Linked DNA regions of Columba livia: region 1 is linked to region 2. Evidence: chromatin contacts called from public Hi-C data. All regions are on one chromosome and are shown on one strand. The core of a region is the stretch at or near the end of the contact, and the rest is flanking DNA. Distances in the headings are between cores, read along the strand shown.

The links. A called contact is a pair of places that touch in the nucleus more often than the background predicts.
Region 1: a Hi-C map of crop shows a contact between it and region 2, with 2.9 times the contacts expected there. The contact joins the promoter of ARID1B here to the enhancer-like site in region 2. A contact is called at or near these places in 2 of 2 Hi-C or Micro-C datasets (crop and liver).

What each region holds. Positions count from the first base shown.
Region 1 is chr3:64,878,659-64,886,518 of bColLiv1.pat.W.v2, reverse strand. ARID1B (AT-rich interaction domain 1B) reads left to right here and starts at 3,208. Exons shown (of 21, transcript XM_065057320.1): 1 at 3,208-5,083. The coding sequence starts at 3,353.
Region 2 is chr3:64,690,573-64,698,222 of bColLiv1.pat.W.v2, reverse strand. All of the region lies in intron 5 of ARID1B (AT-rich interaction domain 1B), which reads left to right. Among named protein-coding and RNA genes, the nearest start is that of ARID1B, 190 kb to the left of the region's middle. Within about 2 kb of position 2,887, at least 1 of the 3 cell types and tissues checked has an H3K27ac peak away from gene starts, as active enhancers do.

The DNA.
Region 1 (7,860 bases), core at 1,959-4,458, 190 kb before region 2:
CGGGCAGCCTAGGGGTCTGCATGGATGTCATAGCCAATGGAATAAACACATTACCAACAGTAAGTTTAGAAAGTGATGTTGTTTATGCTGGAAAGGGGTCCCAAGAGCACCAGAGTTTATAATTTATCAGAAAAGAAATCAAGAGAAAGAAGCCCTGCTTGGACAACATCGGTTTATAGAAAATAATTAAATTGAAGAAACAATGAAAATGGAACTAAAGTTGAAACGGAGCACTTGTGATATCAAATATCAATGCAATCATTTTGCGGCAGATAATATGCATGGCAATTAGAGCTTTTTTACATTATATTATAATAAATTCATAATTCATGCATACAATGAGAGCGTTTGGAAAGGAGCATTTGAATTTAACAAACACCACCACTCATCATCTGAGCAAAGATGGCAAAAGGAATTTCAACATTATTTGCGATCTAAAAAATTGAACCATGGTTGTTGCTTTGTGTTGTGCTTCCCTTGCACAGACTGCAGTGCCTTCTGTCTGCTTTAGGGTGTGGCATCTGCCATTGGGGAGGAAAAACTGGCATGTGTTGCCTTTTATAGCAGACTGATTTCATTGTGCCGAGGGCCTCTATTTTATAGCCTCTTAGTTCCAACCTTGTAGCCAAGTTGCTGAAATAAATGGGAAGAAAAGGAGTTAATAGTATAAATTCTTCAGTTTAAAGGCTCATCCTTTTTTTTTTTTTTTCCTGGGGAAAACATTTCAAAGTAAACCTGCGTTAAACTTTGCGGGTTGTTCTCCTGATCGGGAAGAGTTGTGGAGCATGTGAGGAAGTATTGCAATCTGCAACCAAGGCGCTATCAGTACATCTTATCAGATTTTCAAAATATGTATTATTGCTTGAATATAAATGTCTTAATGTATAAACGTGTAATTGATTTTATATTTTATTTTGGAGTACACATGTAAATAAATACACACAAGTAGACATCTATATTTATATTTGCATATGAAAGACTTCAAAAAATCAACTCATGTGGTTTAATGTGTATAATTAGCGTGCATTTGAATATAGAAAAGAAGAAAATCCAGGAGAAAATGTCAAAAAGGCTCACTAACAAAGATGTAGTATTCTCTTGGCAAAAGCTGATGAATGATTTGGCATGAATTCATCTTACAGTTCTGTTATTCTCTCTCCTACAAAGATGATATACCCCTTTCTAGCAGTTTGCATAGAATTGCGATTTGTTGTTGTTACAGACTGTAATGACCCTTGGGTATGCACCTGATTCCCCCCACTAGAATTACTCACCATTTTTTTCCCGCTCTATGTTTTTTTCCTGGCCATATAACATCTTTGCATTTCCAAAGAGTAGGGGAAAAAAAAAAAAAAAAGAAAGGAAAAAATAACAAGAAGAAAATATAATTGTAACAGAAGTATTAGCGAGATGTACTTGATGAGCACTGAGACTTTTCAAAACTAACTCCATAATGGAAATCAGAGTATTTCTGTCTTTTCAGACAGAACTCAAATTAATAGACACTGGAATCACACTGTTCATTTATCAATAATCTTTGCATGTAATTCAACATTATAGCATGAAGCTTCTGCTCTTTAATGTTTTCACAGTGGATTCAAAAAAGCCTACCTACCCATGACAGCATCTGTCTTGATATGCTGCGTTTTTCTCTACCGTTATTATTGAATCTCATATTTATCCATTTTGAAATTTGAAGACGTGCTTACCTTTAACAGAGTGCATAAATATATTCATTTAAAACAGCATGGTTTAGACCCTTACTATATTGAAAACGCTCGCTAATATCCCAGTTTTCTATATTCATAGCTAAGGTTTTTTTTTACCTCCCGAATGCTTTTATTTGATTAATATAGTGTATGACTATTACCTTTTCTTATACTAGGGCATCATTTGTATTAAGATAGTTATAAAAAAGCCCATTCAAACAGTTCTGAAAGATCGCTCAAAAATGTAGGTCATCAGCAACAGCTTCCCACTTCGAGTAAGAGTTACTCAGATTACATATTTTGGGTTTTGTGTTACTACGTTTTCACAAGTGTCTTGTGTGTACTGAAAATTATATTGTTTGGCTAAACAATTATGAGGCCAAAAATGTCTTGCTCTCCTTGATCAGCTCCTGTTGATCTGCAAATAAGTACCTAGAACATATTGAAAACAGCCCTATATATAAAAGCATCATCAGTGCAAATGATCGTTAGGATTCGGAGACAGCTGGACAATGTGGACAACTGCAAAGATGCTACCGCTGCAGAATTTCAGGTTAAATTTTATAACCGCCTGCACACACAATATAAATCTTTGGGGGGATGGAGAGTGGGAGGAAAAAAAAAAAAAAGCTTATTTTTCAGTGCCATAGAAAACGTTTTCCTGCCCTCGGAATACAACGAGGAGTCTTTTGACCATGACACAGGGGGCTGGGGGACAACATGCGGCCCCCGAAAGTTCCACCGATCCATCTGCTCCAGCACATCTGGCCACGGGACTCCCCGTTTGAGGCTGCCCCCACCCCTCCCCCCCCGCTGCGGCCCGCTCGGGACAGCGCCGCCGCCACCCCCGGCCCCGCAGCAGCTGCGGGACCAGCCGCGACCCACACCCCACAGCCCCCCGCGGCATTTGGCTGCCCAGGGCGCCCGGCCCGACCCTGCGCCTTGGGGCAAGCCCCGCGCAAGTTCCGCGTTTGGCTGCCGCCTCCGCGGAGCCCGGAGGGAACCCCGCGCCGGCCGCGACACTCGGCGCGCACACGAGTGGGACCCGATTGCGAGCAGGGGCAGCGGAGGGGGTCCACGCCCCCCCCATCCCGCCGCGCTGCTGCCGGCGGCGGGGAGCAGGAGCCGGAGCCGTGCGGAGTCCAGTCCGCGTTTTGCGAGTGCGCGGGAGCGATCGGGGCGGAGGGGGCGATGGCTGCCGGCGCTGGCTCGCTCGCTCGCTCATGCCATGCTGGGCCAGCGCGGCTCCGGCAGACGTGTGTTTACCCATATCCGGGTTAGAGAGGAAAGGAGGAAAAAAAAAAAAAAAAAGTTTCATTTAAACCTGAACAAAAAACTTTCAACATGAAATCACACAGCAGGAACAGGCACAGACCGTAAGGCGTTCTTACCATTTCTAATCGCAATCACGGACTCGGGGAGGGAAATTTCTGTAATTTGGTGCGTGCGGAGCGGTCCGCAGGGGATACTCTTGGCTCAGCCAAGTCCCTTCCCCGGCCGCTTCGCTTTCTGCCCCTCTCCCTCCCCCACCCCGTGCTCGCCCTCCTTTTTTGAGGGTGGGGGTCGACTTTTTTCAATTTTCAATTTTTTTTTTTAGTAGTTACTATTATCAGTAGTAATTTCTCCGGACTCGCAATGTTGCGATGATCATGGCCGCGCAAGTCGCAGCGGCTCCGGCGGGTGCGAACAACAGCAAGGGCAAAGCCCCGAACCTGCCGGGCGGCCTGGGCCCGGACCGGGGTCCGGGAGGGGCCGGGGCCGCGGCCGCCGCGGGGGCGCCCGGGCCGGTCCCCGCGCTGGGGGTCGGAGAGGGGAGTCCGGCCGGCAGCAGCAGCAGCAGCGGCGGCGTGAATAATGTAGATCACCATGGCCTCCGCCACCACAGCGAGCCGCTGAACATGGCCAATAACGCGGCTCCCGCCGCTGCCGTCGGTAACAACAACAACGCCAGCGGCGGCTCCTCCTCGGAGCCGGCTCTGAAGGAAGGTGGAAGCTCCTCGGCGTTATCTTCATCTTCTTCGTCTTCTTCCTCCTCCTCCTCCTCCTCCTCCAACCCGGGCTCGGCCATGGAGACGGGGCTGCTCCCCAACCACAAGCTGAAGAGCGTCGGAGGCGATCACCCCGCCGCGCCGCCCCACCACCACCATGCCCACCACCCGCATCACCATGCCCACCACCACCATGCCCACCACCCGCACCACCACCACCATGCACTACAGCAGCAGCTAAATCAATTCCCGCCGCCGCCGCCGCAGCAGCCGCCGCCTCAGCACCATCCCGTGCAGAATAACAACAGCAGCCTCGGCGGCGGCAGCGGCAGCAACAACAACGGCGGTGGCGGCGCTGCTCAGCCCAGTGCAGACATGGAGCAGCAGCAACATGGAGGAAAAGACAGTGTTTTGGGCGCTCAGGCCGAGCCCCCCCAGCAGCCGCAGCAAATGCTGAATAAAGGCGCCGACGAGGAGGAGATGCCCGGCAAGATGGGCGAGCCCATCGGCGGCCGCTACGATCACCCCGGCTTGGGACCCCTGGGCGGACAGCAGCAGCCCCAGCAGCCGCCCCCGAGCGCTGGGAGCGGCGGCGGCGGCCTCGGCGGCGGCGGCGGGAGCGGGGGAGGCGGCGGCGGCCCCTCCGCGGTGGGTGTCTCGGAGTTCAATAGCTATTATGGCAACGCTGCCCCTGCCAGCAGCGCTACGGCGAGCCGCGCCGGGCCTTGCTTTGATCAACATGGCGGACAACAAAGCCCCGGGATGGGGATAATGCACCCCACGGCGGCCCCCAACAGCATGGACCCCCTGCAAAACTCCCACGAAGGTTACCCCAACAGCCAGTACAACCACTACCCGGGCTACGGCCGCGGCCCCGGCGGCGGCGGCGGCGCGGGAGCCGTGGCGGCGGCGGCGGCCGCCGGGGCAGGCGGCGGCGGCTACGGGGGCTCCGCGGCGGGCTACGGGGTGCTGAGCTCCCCGCGGCAGCCGGGCGGCGGCATGATGATGGGCCCCGGCGGCGGGGCCGGCCTCGGCAAGGCTGCTGCCGGCGCGGGGGCCGGCGGTTTCGCGCGGTTCTCCGGGCAGAACCAGCACCCGTCCGGGGCCACCCCTACCTTGAACCAGCTGCTCACGTCCCCCAGCCCCATGATGCGGAGCTACGGCAGCAGCTACCCCGACTACAGCAGCCCCAGCGCCCCGCCGCAGCCCCAGCCCCAGGCAGCGGCGGCCGCCCCGGGAAGCCAGCAGGCAGCGGCGGGCATGGGCATGGGCAAGGACATGGGCGCCCAGTACGGAGCGGCAAACCCGGCCTGGGCAACGGCACAACAAAGAAATCACCCGGCGATGAGCCCTGGGAACACCGGGCAGGCCATCAGCAGGACCCAGGTAAGCCCCCGCGCTCGGTTAATGCCGGCTCCGTGCCACTCGTGTCGAGGTCTTAGTTTCTTTATCATTAACTTTCTTTTTCCTATCCTCCTTCCCCCTCTTTTTTTTCCCCTCTCTCCTCCCTCCTCCGGGCCAGTTCTCCTCGCTGCCTCCGTAGCAGGGGTGAGCAGCGCACAATGCGCGGCCCCGCTGGGGCTGGAGGCACCGAAGTGCGGGTTTCGCTGCCGAAATTAGGTTGTTCTCAGACCCAATTAATATTTTTTCCCTCCACTTTGAAACAGTGGAGGAGAGAGGCAGGGCCCAGAGGACAGGCAGCTTGGGACGGGGGCGGAGGGGGGGGTGGTGGATTTTGTAACTGGAGTGTCGGATCCGGGGCTTCCCGGGGGATAAACGTCCATTATCTTCCACGGTGCTTTTTTTTCTTTTTTCCTTTTCCTCTTTTTAATCTGTTAATATTTTTTTAACAGAACGAGTTGTGCCGTTGCACGCTCTTAGCAAATTAGTTTGTCACTGGTGGAGTTACCGCAGTGAGATCCACTGGGAGCAGCCGGGCTCCTTTCGCTGTGGGGAGAGTGCGCGCGTGTGTAATTCGTGTGCGTGTGTGTGAGCGCGTGTGCCCGCGCCCCTGTCCGCGCGGCGCGGGCCGGGGCGCGTGGGGCGCCGCGGTCCGGTGACCTGAAGGGGACATGCCCACCAGCAGAAGCGCGCGTGGGTGCGCGCGCGCATAACTACGTTTCTCTCTCCAAACACACGCGGAAATCAAACCGGGTAAAAAAAAAAAAAAAAAAAAAAAAGAAGGAAAAGTCCTTGGCGTCAGTAAAGGGACGCGGGCACCGGGCGGGCCGCCACCCCCGCCCGCACCCCCTGCGCCAGCCCGGTAACTCCGCCGATCGATGGGCAGATGGGCGCGATGATGGCGGGGCGGCGGGCCGCGGCGCAGCGCCTTTCCGGGGTGGGCGCGGCGGTGCGGGGAGCCGGCGGGCCCCGCCGGGCGATCGGTGCCCGAGGAGCGGCCGGGTCCCCGCCGCCAGGTTCGGAATTTGAATTGTGGAGGTAAACTGGCTGCAACCGTCTCCAGACAGCTGCCTCCGAGTTGACATCTAATCTGCCATCTGATTGGCTCCCCGCTCGCCATTGGGCACCTCGCGCCGCTGATGTAAATAGAGGCGCTGAGCGGCGCAGTCACAGAAGCCCCGGCACAAATAACGCGGGCGGCCGCGCGGCGGGGACTGGCGGCGCGGGCCCGGGCAGCGGCACCCGCCGTGGGGGCCGCCGGCGCGCGGAAACGCCAGGGGCACCGTCCCCTCTCCCCTCCCCCGTTTCCCACCCCATCCAGTCTGGTTAGACGGCGCGGCTTCTCTGGGCATCGATCTATCTGTTTATTATTAGTTTGTTTCTTTTTGTTGTTGTTTTCTGTCTTTAATTCTTTGCTAATTGGAGGCGGTACGGGAGTATCTTGTAATAACAGCGCCTGGACGAGGATTCGGGATTTCAAGTTGCGCTTTTGTGCCTCTAAAAAAACATTTTTTGATATTGCAGCTTATTGATACTATGCGGGGGATTAGATTTTTGTAAAAAAAAAAAAAATAAATTCAAATACTAATTTCGTTACATTTCTGCTAGCGTGGTGCCTAACCTGTGCATGCCTCTTAAAAAAAAATCTTGTTTGCGTGTAGCTGCTGTAGGTGAGAAAACGCCGTGTACTGTACAAAGAAGGGAAAAAGGAGCTCTTCTGCCAGAGGTTGCATTTGTTTAATCTCTGCAACGAATCCCGATATTGGGGGGGGAAATGTGCTTTTGCGTTTGAATACTTCAAGGAGCATCGGGAGTTGTTGATCTCATTTTTCTACACGAGTGTGAGATTAGGCTTGAATTCTCAGTAGGAAAGTGAATTGTGTTATATGGAGTAGTACATTAGAATTTTATGGGTTTCTTTTCCCTTCAACAACATCTTTCTATTAAGAACTGTTAAATCTTTTAATAGCTTTTAACAGTGAGGAGTGACAGGAACAAATGAAGGTGTATGCTTTTGGGGTCCTCAAATGGCTGGATCTCTCCATAAACTAATGAAGAGAACATGGAGAAAACATCGCTTAATTTTGTGAACAGTGCATTAATCCTGAAAAAATAATAATAGAAACCCTGGATGGACTGGCTGTGTGTGTTTGTCTACTTCCAACAGGCCACTCTTGTCACATTTTTAGTTTTTATTCCGTTTCCTCTATTTTCTTCTAGGGAAACAAGATTTTTATTTATTTTTCTCTTTTTTTTTTTTTTGCTTTTTTTTTTGCCTTTTTTTTTTTTTGGTGAGTGTTAATTTTTACCTTTTTTTAATTTGCTCTGGTGAAAGGGTCACTGGAAGCCGTAAGGTAATGAGGCTTCATATGCATAACTTTTCATAATTAATTTAAAAATATTTGCATTCGCTGCTTGCATTTGAATGCAGTTCAGAATTTATGGCTTCAAAAGCTGGGAAAACCATTGTCAGGTAGACATAGTACATATTAGTTCAGAGTGCTGTTTCTGCAGAAATAGTTTAAAGTATTTTATTTTTATTGGAGGGGTGAGAGTAAATTCATTATGTCCTCGGTATGACCCTTAGAAATACTTCCTTATGTTTATGGATTTACATCCTCTCTTACAGATTTCTTAGTTTCATTTTTTTGTAGCATAAGAATTAAGATGCAGCTTAGAAAGAGCAGTCTGGGAAGGGCACAATTTTTCTGATCTTTTAAAAAAAATTTATTTTTTCCTCAAAGTAATTGTCATAAAGGCAA
Region 2 (7,650 bases), core at 1,638-4,137:
GATGCTTTTGATGCAAGATATGCACATTGATTTCAACAAAATAATTCTTATTTTAGAAAAGAAAATTAAAACAAAAGCTATTGTTTCACACTATCAAAATACCCAGGGAAGAGGCACTTTGAAGTGCCAAATCTTATCTTTACTCTGTATGCAAAGAACAGGTGCAAATTGCAAACCATTAGCAATAGTCCTTCAAAATGTTCTATCCACATCACCTTTTTGATAAGAGTCTTCCCAAAACAAAGGTAAAATATAAAGCATTTATTGGAGTAAAAATAGTATTTTTAATATGAACATTTTTTTTTATTTTGTGCATATGTGAGACCGGTACTCCTTAATGGGCCATGAAAGTGTAAGCAGTTTTTCAGTTTAACTTAAAAGTTGTTTTTTGATAAGTATAAAGACACCCAGATTTGACAGCATGGCTGTCTGAACCCTTCCTTTGGTTGCATAGTAGGAAGCAAAACCATTCAGCTTCCTTTGCAACTAATTTTAGAGAAAGGGGAAGCTGTTAGGGTGCTGTAGCAGCCTTTTTGAAGATGGTACACGTAGTGTTCACTTTAATTTACACATGCATCTCTGTGTGTGTTTGTGTTCACGTTTGTTTCTTAAAGAAAAGAGAAAACCAAAGTATCCGGCTTTCCGCTGATCCTTCTGTTTCAATATTCAGAAGGGTTGTGATATGTGTGTGGTTGTGTATAGAGAGATGTCGGGAAATGACCACCTTGTGAATCAGAAGAGCTGATAGATGATCTGAGACAGACTCAACACCACTTATACCTGGTTCCTTCAGATTCTGCTGAGGACAAACCTACACATCTAATAAGTAAGTTTCCTCAGAACCTTAGTGGCCAAGAAACTGACATAGAATCTCAGAGTGAATTGATAGAGCAGTATCTGCCCAAGTCTGCAGTCAACACACAGAAATGTATTTAGAAGTTGGAAGCTCCTTCAGTCCCGTTAATCTTATTGAAGCCTAATAATGACATGTAAAATACTATCAGTACCAATTTATTCTAAGTTCATTTTAGCTGGAATAGGAAGATACATTTTAGCAGATGGGATCAGTGTTCCCAGATGGTAGAGAAAATGAAGAGGGATGCAAAGATGTGAAAAAGAGAGAGAAAAAAAAGAATAAGGTGTGCAGAACTGAAATAAAAAGGTTAAAAGGTTTAACCATTCTGAGTGATGCTGATTTAAACACTATAAAGCAATGAACAAATAAAAATAACAGTGCCTGAGTTTTTTTAAATCCTCCTAAGAGATTCGGATGCTCAATTTCCATTAGAACATTTTAATCCCTGAGGTCGAATTGAAAATCTTAGTCTGAAAGGTTGATTATTATATAAAGATTTAACCCACATTTTATGGTTGCAGGAGCTGCATATTGGCATCAGTTGGAATTACGGTGTCGAACGCAGTAGCACGTATTCCAGACAGGTTACAAATGGTGTCTGGCCCTATCTAGAGAAGGAGCTGCTTAACTTTTGGAATATTTGTGCTCCTTTTACTCTCCTCTCCTTTCCCTCCCTTTCCCAAAGGCCTTTACTGTCAGCACCTCCCTGACCCAAATATCGCAGGCTGGAAGAGGCTGGGCTCAGCCTAAGCAGGGTGAGATCACCTCGGCCACGTGTCTCAACCTGCCTGCGGACGTGCCAAGTGCCTTCAGCCTGTGCGCAGGGACGGCCGCCGAGCCGCCTACCGCAGCTAATGCCGAGCTGCCGTGATTCCGGCTTAGGGCAGCATTAATATAAATAAGTTTGTTAATGGCAGTCCAGCAGCTACATGTCAGAAGGCTCACAACTTTGTGCAACAGGAAAAGAGACACTTATGTTCCCACAGTGGGGGAGCTCCACCGAGAACAGGACTCTCTTATTTGGTAGTGAGCTTTAATCCTTCCATTGTGTGCCGTTTTAAGCTGTGTTGTGATGTAATTGGCTTAATCATTACTATTATGTTGCTTTGCACAAGTTAAGATTGTAATTTGACATATGGAAATAAATGGCAACTGGATTAGTGATTTGCAGGTGTCATTTAAAAACGGGGCAGGGAAGAAAGCCTTTCATATTTTGCAAGCGGCGTGTTTGCTAATGTGCAGAGGCAGAATTAACTACGCCACTGCATCTCGGGCTGTCTTGAAGTAGGAGCGAGCTTCACCTGTTTGTTTCTGGGACCGTACTGCTGGGGCTGAGGAAAGAGAATCTGAGTCCCCATGGATGTGTTCAGTGTAGGAGTGATTTTACATTTCCTTTGCAGAAGACAAATACAGGAGAAAAGCTTTTCTCTTTGATCGAGACATGAGCATAATGGAGACACAGCTCTATTAAAGAAGTGCAGCAAGGGTGGCATTGCTGAGTCTGCGTGGTGGAGCTTTCAGCATTGTTCGTGGAACTGGCTGTATTTTTGTTCTGTGACACAGCATAAAGTGATGACCTCAACTCCATAATTTATTAACTCTGGGAGTTATTGAGAGACTCTGTTCCTAAGTTCTTTTTTAAGTGTGTGCTGCTGAGATGCATTTTTTTATGCTTTTTCTCTGATAGAGGATACATGGGTTTAAAAATCAAGTGTGCTTAGGACTAAAATACCTTTTTTTCCTCTCAATCATGCTACTTTTACTTGAGTTTATTAAGAGGACTTTTTGTTGGTTGTTGTTGTTTGTTTATTTCTTCACCTTGCAAACGCTGCTTTATTGCAACCCTCAGCACATCAGGGTGCATCTTCTGTAGCCCATGTATTTTCACGGTTCCAGATACCAGAAGATCAGATCCTGAGGGGAAATTCAACTACACGCTGTAGCTACGTGTCAGCTTCCTGGTTTGAAGCACAGAACATCAGGGTGGCTGACTGTGAGTTATGACTCTGCAAATCTGGAAAGAAACTGTTGTTCTAGTGGTATCCTTAACACAGAAGCCTTGAGCTACAAGATGGAGTAGAGATGCCATTTGAGACGATCAAGAAAACTTGTTCTCAATATATTTTATCTATTTATTTATTTATTTTAAAATTTGTATTAGCTTGATTGTAACAAAATAATACTTACTTGTGGGAAAGAAGGAGAAGAGAAGACACGAAAAGAAAAAGTAGGCATTCAAAATTGTTTTCTTTTAATGCACGCCTTGTTTAAGACGGCTTTCTTTTGTTGAAGGCTCTAAGCAGCCTCTGCTTCTGCCATCTGGTGGCTGCTAATAAAAGTTACATCTTCAAAGCCAAATTAAATTGTTTTAAAACCAATTAATCCTTTTCAGAAGAGGATGTTTTCAAGAGTCTGAATTATCTCTGTCTTGATATGTTGACACTTGGAGTGTCTGTGTGTGTACTTGGTATATGGGAAGATACAGAGAAATGAGTCATAATTTACATCTGTCTGTGCACTGTTGACTTAGGTAGGATTCTGGGGGTAGTAAATAAGTTTTTGGATTTGTTTCAGCCTAAAAAAAATAGATATTCATATTAGCCTCCAGTAACTTCTGTTTTGCTACTCAGAGCAGAGTTAGGATTACACATTTCCCCCCCCCCTTTTTTTTTTGTTTTTCTTGTGTTCTGTGTGGAGTTGTTTTACCTGAGGTGTTCAGATAACTAAAAGGATTTTCCAGCTTGCTTTCTTTGAGTCATTTTTAAAGCTGCTGTGTTTTAGGATTGCTGAAGTCGTCTGAGCTGCCTCTGCGCTGAGTGTTTTCTAAGAGCAGGGAGTAGCATTATAGCAGGGAACAAGGTGCTTTTTTAATATTCTTAGGGACCCCTTAAAGATGTGTCAAAATGTTTTGAAATAGTTATGACTAGGGAAGTATCAGCAACATGTTTCTGCCTGGACCTATGCATATCACCGCTGTGTTAATCAGGACCATCCAGGAACATGCAAAATGGAGCATTTGTGATGTTTTAGAAATTTCACTTGCATAATCCATAGTTCTGATGTTTGGTAAGTTCAGTCTCAGTAAAGATCTCTGTGGTTTGTTTGTTTGTTTTCCCTATTAGTTTTATAGAAATTAAGAGGCACACCAACATATTTAAAGCCATAAACTCCTCTCCATCCACTGTATAGTCCTGACTTTGGTCCAAGTTTGTCCCGAGTGCTGGGGGCTGCAGAGGAGTGTATCTATAACAGTACAGAGGGTGAAATCAGAACACGAATGTGTTCTCATCAAAATCCATTTCAAACAGCACTTGATTGCTGTGGCACCCCACTCCTCACAGCTCACTCCCACTTCTGATGTAGAGAGGATTTTAAAGCTCTGTGTGAGTATGGAAAGTGAACACTTCTTAGAGGTCCTAGTGACTCTGTGCAGTGGAGGTAGATCTGGGCAGTTCCAACATGATCTTGAAGAGAAAAAAATGAAATGATATGTAGAACAGGAAAAATAATCATACGTTGGCTGTGAATGCCCAGATGTGAAAATGCCAAGACACACTGTGTAAATGGCAAAGTAACAGTTGGTTCTTTCCTCCTTGTGCCCTGTAGCCTGTGCTCCTGGCCTGTAGTCTCAGACAGGACAAGGCTTCAGGAAGGGCTGCTCTCCTGTGGCAGTGTCACAGTGTGGGTACAGCATGTCAGACTTCCTTCGATATTCCTTTGTTTCTTTCTCTAAACTAGAGATAAATCCATGTTTAATGCTCCTTTTCAGTGTGAAGCATCTCATGATGCTTGCAGAATAAATACTGATGGCCTCAGGGTTAGACTTGGGCAGTCTGCATGGGCATGTGGTAAGATTTGTTTCATAGAGCTACGGAGCACCCTGTGGCAGGCTGGTTTGAGCACAGCTGGTGAACATCGTGTTCTTCTCAGCACCCTTGAATATCGCTGGCCTGTGGTTTGCCCAGCGCCCTGCACCCAGCTGGGAGTAGTACTAAAAACATGTAAGCTGCTGGCTTTCCTCCTGCATTGCCTCTACTTCCAGGCACACATCGGCGTGATGAACAGCCTTCGTCTCCAGTAAGGCACAATTGATGTGGTAAAGGCGTGGATGGGGCCACACTTTGGGGTTTTGATAGAAGCTTAAAGCTCCCACCGCCTTTCCCAAAGTACCAGGGGACAGAAATCAGTGTGCAGTTTTCAGAACATGCGTATGTGATTGAAAGCATCTGTTTAGTATTTGCTCGAGTGATGTCTGTAAGTAAGAAGGCTTGGCAACTGGTTTTGCTTTTCTGATTGATCAGTATCCCTTTTTGGGCAGTTCTGTGCCAATTTACATTGCCTCTTCGTTGTAATTAACTGCTGCAACCTGGAGCCCCCCCAGTTCTTGTGGTGGCAGCAGCAGCAGTCTGTACTTCCCCCTGCTGCTTTTTTTGAAGAGACAGGCTGTAGTATGGTTTGCACTTTGCAAAGTGGTACTGCTTTCATGATGGGAACGTGCATCACCTTGAGGGTTTGACTGAACCCACCATTTCACACCAGTCACTATGATAGAAGTTATCACGAAAAAAAAAAAGAGAATTTGTTTTCTCTGTCTTCCTTCTGTTACTCTCCACGTTTTTAACGGGTGGGCTTACTTCGGTGGCCCAAGCCTGATGTGCCTGAGCTGTCTGCCCCTGTCTGGCCGGGTGTGCTCTCATGGTCCCCCCTCGCTCTGCCGCCTGGTGACATGTAACCGGAGTGATGCTGGGCTGATATGGTGGGTCATTTGTGGTTCTTTGTGGCCCCTTTGCTTTATACTGCTGGTTTGAACTTTGAGGGAGTATCAGGTTTACCAAGGAATCATCTAACAATGGGAACACAATGTTTGCTTGTAAATACCTGCACATTTTAAATAAAATGTTGAGGCAGGTGGTCTCTTTGTTTGGGGGTGGGAAGGGGGCAGGACAGAGTATTTGCAAGTAGTTTGCTGTTTGTTCTTGATTAGGAAAGCAGGTTAGACCAGATTTCTTTTTCTGCTGTAAATTCTACCTGCTTGCTTAACTGGTGGGACCAGAACTGCTCCCTCCAGCAACCAACCCCACCTTGCTGCAGGAATCATGCTCCCATTCACATCACCATTTAAAAAACAACAACAAAGAAACCACAAATATTTATTTTCCTTAAACTACTATTTGTTTGCTTTTTTTATGTATCATTCTATCTTTTTTTAATAGCATGAAATACATGTATAGAAAAAATATTCAGATTTCTGCTATGTGGCTGCTTCCCCTGATTGTGCAGCCAGCTTGTTAAAACTAATACTAGGGTTGAAGAATAGGAATTGCAGAGAGGATCGTGAGAAAGTTGTTGGGTAGACAGATGTGATTTAGCTTTTCATTTCCTCTTGTTTTTTCCTGAGACAAGGTCAGGTGTGTATCATGCTTCGGAGCTGTGCTTTGCTGGAAAAAGGGCTGTTGACATGTTGCAGGTTTCAAACAGGAAGAAAGCATTGACAATAATGCAGAATCTTGGGCTTTTTACTGAATGTACATTTCTTTACATAAAACATCGTTTTGTAATTTGAAGCTTCAATTACTCCGCTGTTCATTTTTTAAGAATTTCTTCTTGCGAGACAGGGTTTTCTAGTGAGTTGGGATTTTGATGGATAATTTTATTGGATTAGAATGACACTGGGAAATCTTGTTTTTCAAGGTCATTTATTTGATTTTCTTGGTGAACAGTTAATTATGCAGGGACTTAATATTTTCTTATGTAGGAAGATCAAGATTACAAATGGTTTTGGCATGACTTTTATACTGCTGCAATGCTTTAAATTGTTTAATATTATACACATGTAAACTATTTTGATACATTTCTAATGCAGCAATCATTCTGTGTGTTCTGTGATTTTACTACTGAATCCTTCCTACTACTTGAAATAGAAAGCATAGATTTACAGTCTCTTTAGTGAAACTTGCCTTAACAATTTAATCTGAAGCTAAATAAGCATCATTCGTACTGTTCAATTTAATGTGACTGTTTTCATTCCACCGGCTGATTCCCCCCCCCTTCTACCCCCCTTTATCAAGATCTGTTTAAATCTCCCTGAGCCTCCTGTGAAACTTCCTCACGGTGTTATTCCTTGTGTCAGAACTGATGTACGATCACCTCGTAAATGTAATGTATATCTAGAGTGGGTTTACAACTTCAGTCCCTGTGCAAGGGCTGTGCTCCAGCGGAGGGATGTACAGCTCAGAAGCACTTGTGGGAAGAGCAGTTAGAATACATACTAATTTAAAAATTAATAAATGTATTTTTGAGAAATGTGTTAACTGCTGTTTATGAAAGAAAGCAATGAAGTGAATCATGTGGAACTGGCTTTTGTTGCGTCTAAGTAACTAAATATCATTATAACACGTATGATTGCGTGCAAAAGCTTTACAGTAATGTAGGTATGGCTGTTTATATGCTTATTAACTTGTAGTTTTCAGCTGTGGTGTGTGCAGAATGCTGCCAAGGTCAAAGTTGTTAAGCAGCCCCACACAGTACTGAGGGAAGGAATTATTTTAGCTAAAGCTCTCTTTCTCCTTTTTTTTTTTCTTTAAAGTAAACTCTTTTTACCAGCAGTGTTGTGGAAAAGGATCTTGAAGGAGAAATTTGGGGATGTTGGACTTGGAAATGGCATGAAATTAAGGAAATTAATTAGGATTAGAACAGGTGTCTTTGGTAGAACAAATGTTGAACATGATGAGGATAGTCTTAAGGTCCTGTGTGTTGCCTCGCTTAGTTATACAGACGTTCAAAAATGAGAAAGA